Linked DNA regions of Sus scrofa: regions 2 and 3 are each linked to region 1. A link is a contact called in public HiChIP or PLAC-seq data. All regions are on one chromosome and are shown on one strand. The core of a region is the stretch at or near the end of the contact, and the rest is flanking DNA. Distances in the headings are between cores, read along the strand shown.

Region 1 (4,406 bases), core at 1,015-3,514:
TCTTTAGAGACATTACCCTGTTCCACCCCAATCTGCCTTTGTTCCTATTGAGTGAGCTCTTTCATTTATTTCCATTAAAGCCAAATGTGTAGGTGTGAGTCAGCAGCACCAAATGCATCCCTTTTCTCTCTTCCTAATATAGAAATAGCATTATGTGATCAGGAGACACATATCAGCCCAGAAAAGCATATTCCATTCATAATGATTTCCTCTGATGGTCAAACTCAATCAAACCTCGATAGGGTCATTAATTAACTAATAGCTTACCTATTTTGTGTGTGTGTGTGTGTGTGTGTGTGTGTCTTTTTGCCTTTTCTAGGGCCGCTCCTGCAGCATATGGAGGTTCCCAGGCTAGGGGTCGAATCGGAGCTGTAACTGCCGGTCTACACCACAGCCATGCGGGATCCGAGCCGCGTCTGCAACCTACACCACAGTTCATGGCAACAACGGATCCTCAACCCACTGATCAAGGCCAGGGATTGAACCCACAACCTCATGGTTCCTAGTCGGATTCATTAACTACTGAGCCACAACGGGAACTCCTAGCTTACCTATTTCGTTAACTTCCAGGAGGCTCCTTTGAGCAATAATTCATTAAATAGTCATAGGACTTTTCAAGAAGTCTCATCTTCAATTATAAAAACAGAGGAAAACATTAGAAAGTACAGCAAAGCTAAGAATTTCAGGGACAAAGGGATTCACAGCCAATTCTTACCCCGAATCCGTACATGGAGATAAAGGTTAGTAGTCCTTGTGGATTTAAGCCAATGCAGTGTATAAAATAAATTCAACAGTCTATACTTATTTGCTAGCCGATTGTGCCCCCGTTGGTCATCAGCCTTAGCATCAGTCAAACACTTATTCTTTATTCCTTACCAATCATTGATATTTAATTGCCGTTATGGGTTGGATTGCATCTTCCCAAATATTTATTTATTTATTTATTTAACCCCCAGTACCTCAGAATGTGAACTGATTTGGAGAAAGGGTCTTCACAGAGGTAATCAAATTAAAAAGAGACCATCAGGGTAGGCCCTCATCCAGTACAACTGGTGTCCTTATAAAAAGGGGAAATTTGGGAGTTCCCGTCGTGGCACAGTGGTTAACGAATCCGACTAGGAACCATGAGGTTGCGAGTTCGGTCCCTGCCCTTGCTCAGTGGGTTAAGGATCCGGCGTTGCCGTGAGCTGTGGTGTAGGTCGCAGACGCGGCTCGGATTCCGAGTTGCTGTGGCTCTGGTGTAGGCCGGCGGCTACAGCTCTGATTAGACCCCCTAGCCTGGGAACCTCCATATGCCGCGGGAGCGGCCCAAGAAATGGCAAAAAGACAAAAAAGGGGGGGGGGGGAATTTGGAGACAGACAGAGAGAAAGGAAGAACACCCGTGAAGATGGAAGACAGCTATACAGAGGCCTGAAACTGATCCTCCTCTTTTTTTTCTTTTTTTCATTTTAAAAAACATCAGTGAAGCAGAGTTGATTTACAATGTTGTGATAATTTCTGCTGTACAGCAGAGTGATTCAGTTATGCATATACACACATCCAATCTTTTTCAGATTCTTTTCCCATATAGGCTCTCACAGAATATTGACTAGACATCCCTGTGCAAGCTGATCTTTCTCTCACAGCCCTCAGAAAGAACCAACCCTCCCAACATCCTGATTTTGGGCTTCTAGCCTCCCAAACTGTGAGATAATAAGCATATGTTGTTTAAGCCACCCAGATGTGGTGCTTTGTTAGAGCAGACCTAGCAAACTAATACCATTGCCTCTGACAAATGAATAAGAATCTCTCCGCACAAATGAAATTAATCCATAGGCTGCTAGACTTGGAAAGGATCTCAGAAGACCAATTGCTCAACCCCCCTGTTTTGAAATAAGATGTCTAAGGTCGCTCAGCCAGTTGGTGACTCAGTCACCCTTTTAGCTCAGCCTTCCGTCCTTTCTTCTCATAGTCTGCTGGATAGTTCAGAGATGGTGGCAAAATCAGTCTATGGTGATGCTTAGATCCAAAACTTTGTCGGAAAGAATTTCCTTGGGACCACATGCAAGCATAGGCCCTTTCTAAGTATTTGCTGCTGGAAGCACCTGTTAATAGGAGAATTAATTGCCAGCAGGCTGCCAGCCAGAAGATTGATACCCAGTGGAACAGTGAGACAGGTATGGCTGGGCTGATAGGATCCATCATCTCTCCAGACAGGCCCTTGTTTGGGGTAAAGGTCTGCCTGGGGGATGGAGGGCTGCCCCCATCCGCTGAGGATGATTCACCAGCGTGACTTCATCATCTGTGGGTCAGAAGCTAGGGTCATGGGAGTTCCCATTATGGCTTAGCAGGTTATGAACCCCACTAGTATCCATGAGGATCCAGGTTCGATTCCTGGCCTCAATCGGTGGGTTAAAGATCTGGCGTTGCTGTGAGCTGCTGTTGTGTAGGTTGCAGGTGCAGCTTGGATTTGCTGTTGCCGTGGCTGTGTTGCAGGCCAACAGCTGCAGCTCCAATTTGACCCCTAGCCTGGGAACTTCCATATGCTGCAGGTGTGGCCCTACAAAGCAGAAAAGAAAAAAAAAGAAGCAGTTCAGGTTCATGTGCCTGGGGTGGGGGCTGGGGAAACAGAGCCTGAGTAATGCTTCATAGTGGGTGTGGAGACTTGTTCTAATAGTAAGCACGCTATTGATTAAAGTACCTGACATAAGTAATTGCTGGAGCTCCCAAACCAGCCATCACCTAGGATTATAGAGATCCAATCTAATATGAGACAGAAAGCCCAGTTTCAACTCTACAGCAGAAGCCTTTGAAAAGAGTCCAGGAGTAATTGGCATTTAATCAATGCAATCATTCTCCCAGCACATGGCTTCTGCAGCTTTAGGCCTCCTTGCAACCACTGAACTGCAAAAGGGTGAATATGTCCATTTCATTTCACCACCAACATTTGATTCACAGTCCTAGACAAGGGCTAAATGGAAATACATTCACATTTTTATATTTGAGAAACACAAGTTCACTGTCAGTAAGAATTCAGTCTCAAATTAACGACGGTATAAACAGCGATGGGTATTTTCCCTTTACAGAGGCCTGATCAGCATTAATTTTTTGACAGACAGGAGAGAAAAAGCTGCGGCAGGCTGCTAAGCATTTGCTTTTCATTTACTCTTCTCCAAACCTTCCATGAAACATGGGGAAGGGTATGACGGCTCTTCTTTCCCTGAGATCTGGAAGAACATATACCCCTTGTAACTAGGGGACAAATAAATATTGATTTTGCCTTTGGTTTTTCTTCATAAAGTGTTATCATCAGGCATCAAATTGGATATTTAAAGGAGAATATACTTCTCTTGGAACAGCGATGCTATACCCTCCCTCCTTTTCCTGGTGGGGTTCATAGTGTTCACTCATCCTATAGACAGCAACCAGAAAAGAGAGAAGGCCCAACTTTCAGCATCTCACAAGTCTTTCATGTACGGTCTGTAAGAGGAAGTGGGGAGGGAAAAAGAAGTATTCTTGAACTCAAAGACCCATAAATGGGTACTTAGATTTGTTTGTTTGTTTACGGCCGCACCCGAAGCACATAGAAGTTCCCAGACAAAGGGTTGAATCAGAGCTGCATCTGTGACCTATACCACAGCTCACAGCAACACCAGATCCTTAACCCAATGAGGGAGGCCAGGAATCAAACCCGAGTCCTCCTGGATGCTAGTCAGGTTCATTACCGTTGAGCCACAATGGGAACTCTGGAGTTAGATCTATTCTTTTTTTGGGGGGGGGGTCTTTTTATGGCAGCACCCTTATGGAGGTTCCCAGGCTGGGGGTTGAATTGGAGGTGTAGCTGCCAGCCTGTTATCTGCAACTGAACTCTCACTGATACAGAAAGCAACCAGAGACCAAATAGCAGACTGCTGCAGTAGGCCCTGGAGTAGAGGAAGATGTGGGGTGTATTTGAAAGAGCTCCAGCTCTCTGATGGATTGGAAGGGAGTAGGAGAGAAAGTGCAGAAGATGTGAAGGATGGAATCAAGAATGACTCCAAGGGGAATTCCCGTCATGGCTCAGCGGTTAACGAATCTGACTCGCATCCATGAGGACGCAGGTTCTATCCCTGGCCTTGCTCGGTGGGTTATGGATCCGGCGTTGCCGTGAGCTCTGGTGTGGGTCGCAGAGGCAGCTTGGATCTGGCATTGCTGTAACTGTGGTGTAGGCCAGCAGCTGTAGCTCCACATCACCCCCTAGCCTGGGACCCTCCATATGCCACAGGTGTGGCCCTAAAAAAAAAAAAAAAAAGATGAATTTGGGAGCTCCCTAGTGGCCTAGCCATTAGGGATTTGGCATTGTCACTGCTGTGACTCAGATCTCAGATTTGATCCCTGGCCTGGGAATTTCCGCATGCCATGGGCGCAAAAAAAAAAAAAAAAAAAA
Region 2 (4,406 bases), core at 611-3,110, 200 kb after region 1:
AATACCAACTTTAAGAAATAATCTCTTATGGGGTTTTAAACATATGTAAAATTTATGTAAATGGCAACAATAGAATCCATGTCTAGGCAGAGATGGAGAAATGGGTTTGAAGGTATTGCTCAGCAAGTGGTAAGAGGATTAATTTATATTAGACTCTGGCAAGTCAAGGATGTGTATTTACTTTAGGGTTTTCACTAAAGAATTAGTATCTCTGCCAATCTAAGAGAAGGGGAAACGATAAATACAAAATAGCCTGAAAGATTCTGGTAAAGACAAAGCTGTAGGAATGTAGGGCACAGCATTGGCTTTCAGGGGTTATGGGTGGAGGAGAGTTCAGCTACAAAGGGGCAGCCTGAGTGAAGTGAATGATGTCTATGTCTTAATTGTGGTGCTGGTTACACACTTGGGTACATTGGTCAAAACACGTAGAATAAACCAAAAAGAGTGACTTTCACTGAATTTTTTTTAAGTGGAAGGGAAAAAAGAAGGTAAAAAAATGAGAGAAAAGGGACTGTAGAGATAAGAAGAACAAATATCATAAACTATTAAGTGGATTTAAACCTAGATGTATAGGTAATTACAATAAGCACAAACAGACTAATGCAAAATTAAAAAACAGATTCTAAATAAACAAAACTGAAGCTTACATTGCTTATAAAAGTAGTACCATAATATAAAGATATAGAAAGAGTTAAAAAAAAAAAAAAAAAGGAGTTCCTGATGTGGCTCAGTGGCAACGAATCTGACTAGGAACCTTAGGTTGCAGGTTCGATCCCTGCCCTCGCTCAGTGGGTTAAGGATCTGGCATTGCCATGAGTGTAGAGTAGGTTGCAGACGTGGCTCAGATCCTGTGTCGCCATGGCTGTAGCGTAGGCCGCAGCTGTAGCTCCAATTCGACTCCTAGCCTGGGAACCTCCATATGCCATGGGTGTGGCCCTAAAAAGCAGAAAAAAAAAAAGAAAAGAAAGAGTTAAAGCAAAATGATAGGAAACGATAGTTCTGATAAAATCAGACCAGATAGATTTTAATACAAAAAGTATTATTAGAGATTAAGAAGGACATTTCATAATAATTAAAGATTTAAGTTACCAGGAAGAAGTATATACTTAAATGCAGCCTTAAAGCCTATAAATCAAAAAATGAACAGAGTTTAAAGGAAAATTGATCATCAACCCCAGTGAGAGATCTAATACACCTGTCTTAGTGAATGATCACACAACTAGACAAAAACAAACACACAAAAAATGAGTAAAGATTTAGGAGATATGAAAAACAGTGAACAAACCCAGCCTACACGGCGCTATGCCTAACAGTTGTAAGCAGATAGAAGTTCTTTGTGGTGTACCAGGAAAATTTATAAAGCTTGAATTAAAGAGGAAGTATTTGAAGCAGTTAGGTGAGAAAACAGAGCTGGAGTCAGGTCCAAACTCAAGACATCCTCCTTCTCACAATTCAGGGATTTTTCACTTGGGATGAGGTACTGGCAAGGGAGACCACGGTACCTTCCCCCACGGATGTAGATTTTCTTAGTTGTATGTAGACTGCTGGGAGTGACTATGCACATGACATAGCGTGACAAAGACAAGAGGGTACAGACCACTGTCACCAAGGAAACAGTCCAGGCTCAGAGCACCACCCCAGCCCCTGGGGAGTGCACTGCTCTGCTTGTCTCCCAGAGTTGGCTTTATGCTTCTCTGGGTCCAACTGTGGCACCTGGAGTGTCAGGAAACCCCATTTTCCCCAGTGGAATCCCCTGGAGCCTCCTTTGCTTTCTGGACAGTGAGAGTCTAAGGGAACTCCAAAAGTACTACAACTCAGTCTATGAACTGACTTTGCTGCTGGGTTCCTCTTTCCTAAAGTATCTAATCAGCGATTTTCCCAGTGCCCCAGGCATTTCCTGTATGGGTGCTGCTGACTGACTTACTTCCTACCAGGCTGCGTGGCTCCTTTCCCTGTTCACGCTGCCAACGTTCAGATGGACTTTATTAACTCTTGTTCTTCCAGCCTTCTCCCAGTCATCTGGGAGCCGCAGGGGTATTCTTCCCATCCCCCATCCCCTGGGAATTCCTTATTGTAGGCGGGCATATGCTTATACACATCCTATCATTCTGGCTTTTTTATTTCCCCCTTCTTGCCCAGTTGCAAGCCATGGATAGGCTGTTGTTTTTTGGGGGTTTTTTTGTTTGTTTTGTTTTTGTCTTTTGTCTTTTTAGGGCCACACCCAAGGCATATGGAGGTTCCCAGGCTTGGGGTCCAATCGGAGCTACAGCTGCCAGCCTACGCCAGAGCCACAGCAATGCCAGATCCTAGCCACATCTGCAACCTGCACCATAGTTCACAGCAACACCGGATCCTTCACCCACTGAGCAAGACCAGGGATCAAACCTGCAATCTCATGGTTCTTAGTCGAACCTGTTTCCTCTGCATCACGCCGGGAACTCCCCATTGACTGTTTTTCTTCCAGAGTTCATTTTAGAGCTGCTGAGAGATTTGTGCTTTCAGATTGCCTGTTTGCGTTTGTGTCTTTTGTCCTGTGTCCCAGTCTACCCAAGGAGCCATGGTCATCAAGACACTGTTTTATGACTTTAGTGTCCTGCCTGAGACACGGGGTGATCACTCATCCTCAATATGACCTCACGAAGTCCTTGGGCACTGGAGATCAGGGCCTAAAGACAATATTACACTCCCACTGAAATCATTATCCCCAAGAGCTAAAGATGGAAATTTGCCAAGAGAAGGATCACAGTGATGGTTTAAGAAATGAAGCCTCAGACTTGATTGTCTCTTTCCTTGTAGGGACGTTGCTTTCAGCTTATTTTCTTAGCATTAGAATAGGCCATCCAAAAGATTGAAACAGCCATGGAGGGACATTCAGATGGTTAGAGGACCGTGTTTTAGACTGTGCCATCTAAGGTTTTGGGAGAGCAGAGGGCCTTCAACCTTGTCCTACTCCCTCACTCCCACCCCACCCCTGCCCCAGTCCAGTGGGACTCAGTCTTGTCCTAATCATAGGTTTCCCTGACAAGAGGCTCTGGTCAGTTGGAACAGCATAGTAAGCGGCCGCGGGAGGTCGATGTTCAATCCACAGAGTTCACTGTCATGGCAAAGAATGGATTTTCTCCCAGGGCTCACTTAGCAGTACTGGTGGGTGATGAAGTCTGACTACTCATGCATTCCAGAACTTCTGGGAAAGCCTTAAGGAAATGGCTTTCACAAACACATGCCCTAGAGGAGAAAGCTCTTGGATTTCATTAAATCAGAACTTAGTCCTGGACATTTTTTTGTCTTCTCTGACCTAAGCAGTTGGGAGCACCTACCTTTGGACATTTAATTTATGACCCCAATTGAACCATGTCCTGGTTGTGCATCTGAGAAGGATCGTTTCTGTTGAAACTACCCAGAGAGCTAGAAAGGAATTCTGTCCTTTTTTATTTTGCTCAACATACCTCCTCCAGTTTCCTCCTTGTGGCTAAACACCCCGTAGGAAATCTGCATATATCTTACAGAGTCATTTTTACTTTGGTCTTTACTGAAACTGGGGAGGGGACTAGATGGTGCAGCAAGAGCGTTAGGAGAGCCAAAGATTCTTCTTCCCTGCGGTTGAGCGAGCCCCTTCCTTGGAGGGAGTTAGCTGCAATCCTGCCTGGGGATTAACTTCTGGGGGCTCTACCAATTCCACATATCATGATCATTTCATGTTTCGAGGGTACCTACAGAGGCAGCCCAGTGTGGTAGAGCATCCAGTGGGTATTGAGAGACCTGGACCCTAGTATTAATAATAGCTAACATTTATTGAGCATACCAAGTGCTAGATTCAGTCTTAAGCACTTTACATGGATTATCAATTTATTGTCCTCTTTTACAGACGTGGAAACTGAAGCATAGAATGGTTAGAGATTTTACCCAAGGTCACACAATTGGGAAGTGGAAACGGGATTCAAATCCTACTCTGGAGCCTGTGTGTTTCACCCCTCTGAGTACAGTTATGTGACCCTGGAAAAGTCATTTCAACTTTTGGGGCTCATCTGTGAACTATAACCTGAGGGAGTTTATATGGTTATCTTCTGATGGAGTTTCCACTTTCAATTACGTCTATGAATTAAATGCAGCTATATTATTTTATTCTTGTGATTATGTGAAAGCATAATGTTTCAGCCTAAAAATGTATCTAATTGGGAGTTCCTGTTGTGGCACAGAGAAGCGAATCCGACTAGGAACCTGAGGTTTCAGGTCTGATCCCTGGCCTCGGCTCAGCGGGTTAAGGATCTGGCATTGCTGTGGCTTTGGTGCAGGCTGGCAGCTGTAGCTTTGATTAGACCCCTAACCTGGGAACCTCCATATGCCACAGCTGCAGCCCTAAAAAGCAAAATAATAATAATAATTTATCTAATTGATTTGACAACTGA
Region 3 (4,406 bases), core at 1,313-3,812, 140 kb after region 1:
AATTACCTTTCAGTCATAGCTCATTTGGTTTTGATCTCCTGCTTTGAATAACTTAGTTCTTTCTTTTATTTTGAGGTAGGCTTTTTTTTTTTTTTTCCTGTTAAGTTTTTAGAGGAATACGCTCTCATTTCTATCCCACTGTGTCCCTTACAGAGACCTTATGCTACTTTATAACCCATGGCCAACATCTTTTCTGTCTTTCTTCCAGCTTTTCCTTCTCAACAATAAATATTGGTTGAACTTTTTTTTTTGCTTTTTAAAAATTTATTTATTTATTTTTGCTTTTTAGGGCCATACCCGAGGTGTATGGAGGTTCCCAGGCTAGGGGTCGAATTGGAGCTACAGCTGCCAGCCTACACCACAGCCACAGCAACGCAGGATCCAAGCCACATCTGCAACCTATACCACAGCTCACAGCAACACTGGCTCCTTAACCCACTGAGTAGGGCCAGAGATCAAACCCAAAACCTCATGGATACTAGTTGGATTTATTTCTGCTACGCCACAATGGGAATTCCTGGTTGAACATTTTTATTTATTTATTTATTTATTTTGTCCTTTTGCCTTTTCTAGGGCCACTCCCATGGCATGTGGTTCCCAGGCTAGGGGTCTAATCGGAGCTATAGCTGCCGGCCTACGCCAGAGCCACAGCAGCATTGGATCCGAGCTGCGTCTTCGACCTACACCACAGCTCACGGCCACGCCGGATCCTTAATCCACTGAGCAAAGCCAGTGATCAAACCTGCAACCTCATGGTTCCTAGTCAGATTTGTTAACCACTGCACCACGATGGGAACTCCTGGTTGAACATTTTCAAGGTCTTCCTCTAGACTCTTAGAGGAGAGAGATGCAAAGAATAAGACGTCATGTATCTTTCCTGCATGAGTTTATAATCCAATCAGGGATAAATCATGCCTGACATAATAACACAAATCTTCAGTATAAGGCAAGATGGGGTCAGTACCAAGTATGTACTACAGAAAGCGGGATGCGCAGTTGATGAGTCAGGAAGCTTTCAGGGAGGAAACGGGATGTGAACCAGTCCTTGATTACAAATTGATTTTTGATAAATGGAGAGAGCGGAAAGGGGAAGATATTATAGTCAGGAGGAAAGTACAAAGCACTTTTGGGGTACAGTTAGGCGACTGGCTTGGTTGGGGTTATGTGTATATATGGAGAGACTAGACAAAAGTAGTGAAGACCGTATCGTGGCAAACGTTGACTCTTGACTAAGATTTGGGTCTATGCCGTGGACACTGGAAGCTGCTAGGGTCCAAGCTAAGGTGTGAACTCTGCTTAAGGAAGATTAACCTTAATGGTGGTGGTTTGCTCCATGGTGAAGAACTTGAGACAGTGAAACCAGTTGTCACAGGAGGTAGGAAGGATCTAAATTAGGCTGGGAGGGTGGGAACGAAAAGAATAGAAATTGATCCTTCAGTCCATTTAGCAAGTATGTATTGTGCTCGTACCATGTGCCAGACACATGCCCAGCAGACAGATCTGTTCCCTGTGCTCTTGGAGCTTACAGTCTAGAGACAAATGGAAAACACCTGGTGCAGGAAGAGTCTGCGGGAATTGCTCACTGATGGGATTTGGGTTTCAAGTAACCTTGGAGGCACAAAAGAAAGAGGGCTGCGAAGTTTCTTTTGGACTTGGGTGATTGGTAGATTAATGGGGCCTTTAATAGAAATACCAAAGTTAGGCGAAGGAGCTGGTTTTGAAGGGCTGGAATATGAGAAATCTGGGTTTTGGAGGTTGAGTTTAAGATATTGGAAGGAGGAGTTCCTGTCGTGGCGCAGCGGAAAGGAATCCGACTAGGAAGCATGAGGTGGCGGGTTCGATCCCTGGCCTCGCTCAGTGGGTTAAGGATCTAGCATTGCCGTGAGCTGTGGTGTAGGTCGCAGATGTGGCTCGGATCTGGTATTGCTGTGGCGTAAGCCAGTGGCAACAGCTCCGATGATCCCTAGCCTGGCAATCTCCGTATGCTGCGGGTGCAGCTCTAAAAAGACCAAAAAAAAAAAAAACAAAAAAAAAAAAAACGATATTGGAAGGAGATGGAAGCTGATATTTCTGTAACTGATGGAAAATGAAGGACTGTATTCAGGACAAACGTGTGGATTGTTGAGGTGATGGAGATTTGGGCATATTCATAGAGAGACGATGGTTGAGGCTGTGGAAATAATGGATTTCCCACAGTAAGGGTTTAGGCATTATAAAAGGGAAGTATTCATTGTATCTGTGGTCCTCAGATTGCAGAGAGTGAAAAGGAATTTGAAAGATATATTTATTTGTTCATTCATTCAGGACACACTTGGGGGACCTAATTCTGTACCGGCATTGAGCTAGGTCCTGGGGATGGGAACGAGACAATATCCTATTCTTGCTCACCTTGAATAAGTAGTTTATTAAGGAAATGCACACAGAATGTGAATCTGCTTATCTGGCTGGTTCTGAAGAGTGTAACTATTGGAAGGGATGTGAGGGAGTAGGGCTTAGGTATCTCAGGAATCTGGTAGATGTTCAACCTGCAATACTCCTTTCCAGGGGAGGTTAGGTACACAGTTAATTAAAGAGAAATCCGTGTAGTGTCCACGTTCTTGGCCTTGGGCCCAGTATTTGAACGTGCACAGTCTCTGCAGTTACATCACCTCTTGCGGATGGATTTCTCCTCTGGAAGTGAGTTCAAAGTTGTTCATCAGCCTCCTAGGGTAGCATTAGTTTGAAAAACAAAGTTAGCTGGCCAGGGAGAATGTTATAGCCGTGACTGCCAATCAGGAAGGGGTGGAGAACCAGAAAGTTCCCCTTTGAGTATGGGGTGATTTGGGGGAGGAAGCAGGAGGAAGCATGAAACTGCCAGAAGGTAGAACCCCTTACTTCCTGGGACCAGTGTGTCACTCATTCATTTGGGACACATTTGGGAGCTGTCTGTCCCTCTGAGGAAGGTTTTGCCCACAATTAGCATCTGGTGTTGAGCAAAGCTTGGCTTTCTTTTGCCGTGACTCAAGCTGACTTTATTTAGAGACTAACAAAAGGTCTGTTGGTGACTTTTTCACAGGCCTGGGCCATATAGAACCTTAAGTGACAGTTGGGTCCTTTTTTTTTTTTGCTATTTATTGGGCCGCTCCCGCGGCATATGGAGGTTCCCAGGCTAGGGGTTGAACTGGAGCTACAGCTGCCAGCCTATACCACAGCTCACGGCAACGCTGGATCGTTAACCCACTGAGCAAGGGCAGGGACTTGGTTCCTCATGGTTCCTAGTCGGATTCGTTAACCACTGCGCCTCAACGGGATCTCCGACAGTTGGGTCCTTTTCGGAAGAGTTGGGCAGTCTCCTCACATGGATGAAAGAGGGTGGATAGAAGAGATACAAGGCAGTTTGGGGGACCATCAAGACAGAGGGGTGGCCTGTCTTTTGAACAGAGAAAGAATTCATATGAAATCTCTTTGGAAGGCTTTGTGGCTTAGCAGAAAAAAACCGAGAGCTTTATTCCAGACACATTTGGATCTGCCACTTACAGCTGTGTGACCTTGACCAAGTCTCTTAACCTCGTCTCACTTCAGTTTTCTCATCCGTGAAATGTGGAGAGTCACGCTTGCCTTGAAGAGTTGTTCTAAAGATGAGATATAATACATAGAAAGCATCAGCCTAATGCCTGTAACTTACTAGATGCTCAAAAAAATAGTAGCTGATGTAATTATCATCACTGCAGAAGGTGATTGTCAAGATCACAGGTTCTGGAACCAGATTTCCTGGGCTTGTGATCCTGAATTTTCTACCTACTAGCTGTGTGAAATTTTTTTTTTTTTTTTTTTTTTTGTCTTTTTGTCTTTTGTCTTTTTGTTGTTGTTGTTACTATTTTTTGGGCCGCTCCCGCGGCATATGGAGGTTCCCAGGCTAGGGGTTGAATCGGAGCTATAGCCACCGGCCTACGCCAGAGCCACAGCAACGCAGGATCCGAGCCGTGTCTGCAACCTACACCACAGCTCACGGCAACGCCGGATCGCTAACCCACTGAGCAAGGGCAGGGACCGAACCCGCAACCTCATGGTTCCTAGTCGGATTCGTTAACCACTGCGCCACGACGGGAACTCCTGAAATTTTTTTTTTTTTTAAGGGCTGCATATGGAGGTTCCCAGGCTAGGGGTCAAATCAGAGCTGTAGCCACTGGCCTACGCCACAGCCACAGTCATACCAGATCCGAGCCACGTGTGTGACCTACGCCATAGCTCATGGCAACGCTGGATCCTTAACCCACTGAGTGAGGCCAGGGATCGAAACTGCATCCTTGTGGTTACTAGTCAGATTCGTTTCCCCTGAGCCATGATGGGAGCTCCAAGCCATGTGATTTTAGATGAAGGTTTTTAGTTGCCCCAGTTTTCTTATTGGTAAGTTGTGAGTAATAACA

Evidence for each region. HiChIP or PLAC-seq counts read pairs in DNA pulled down with a chosen protein or histone mark.
Region 2: an H3K27ac HiChIP or PLAC-seq map of alveolar macrophages shows a contact between it and region 1. The contact joins two enhancer-like sites. A contact is called at or near these places in 1 of 47 Hi-C or Micro-C datasets (embryonic fibroblasts) and 1 of 2 datasets of contacts at active chromatin or transcription factors (alveolar macrophages).
Region 3: a contact with region 1 is called in an H3K27ac HiChIP or PLAC-seq map of alveolar macrophages. The contact joins two enhancer-like sites. A contact is called at or near these places in 2 of 47 Hi-C or Micro-C datasets (embryonic fibroblasts and mesenchymal stem cells) and 1 of 2 datasets of contacts at active chromatin or transcription factors (alveolar macrophages).

What each region holds. Positions count from the first base shown.
Region 1 is chr9:66,813,472-66,817,877 of Sscrofa11.1, forward strand. No RefSeq gene overlaps it. Among named protein-coding and RNA genes, the nearest start is that of SRGAP2, 22 kb to the right of the region's middle. Within about 2 kb of position 2,265, at least 3 of the 83 cell types and tissues checked have an H3K27ac peak or open chromatin away from gene starts, as enhancers often do. A contact at or near this core is called in alveolar macrophages and embryonic fibroblasts, where this site is marked.
Region 2 is chr9:67,016,446-67,020,851 of Sscrofa11.1, forward strand. All of the region lies in intron 4 of SRGAP2 (SLIT-ROBO Rho GTPase-activating protein 2), which reads left to right. Among named protein-coding and RNA genes, the nearest start is that of IKBKE, 100 kb to the right of the region's middle. Within about 2 kb of position 1,861, at least 12 of the 83 cell types and tissues checked have an H3K27ac peak or open chromatin away from gene starts, as enhancers often do. A contact at or near this core is called in alveolar macrophages and embryonic fibroblasts, where this site is marked.
Region 3 is chr9:66,956,584-66,960,989 of Sscrofa11.1, forward strand. All of the region lies in intron 3 of SRGAP2 (SLIT-ROBO Rho GTPase-activating protein 2), which reads left to right. Among named protein-coding and RNA genes, the nearest start is that of FAM72A, 120 kb to the left of the region's middle. Within about 2 kb of position 2,563, at least 7 of the 83 cell types and tissues checked have an H3K27ac peak or open chromatin away from gene starts, as enhancers often do. A contact at or near this core is called in alveolar macrophages, where this site is marked.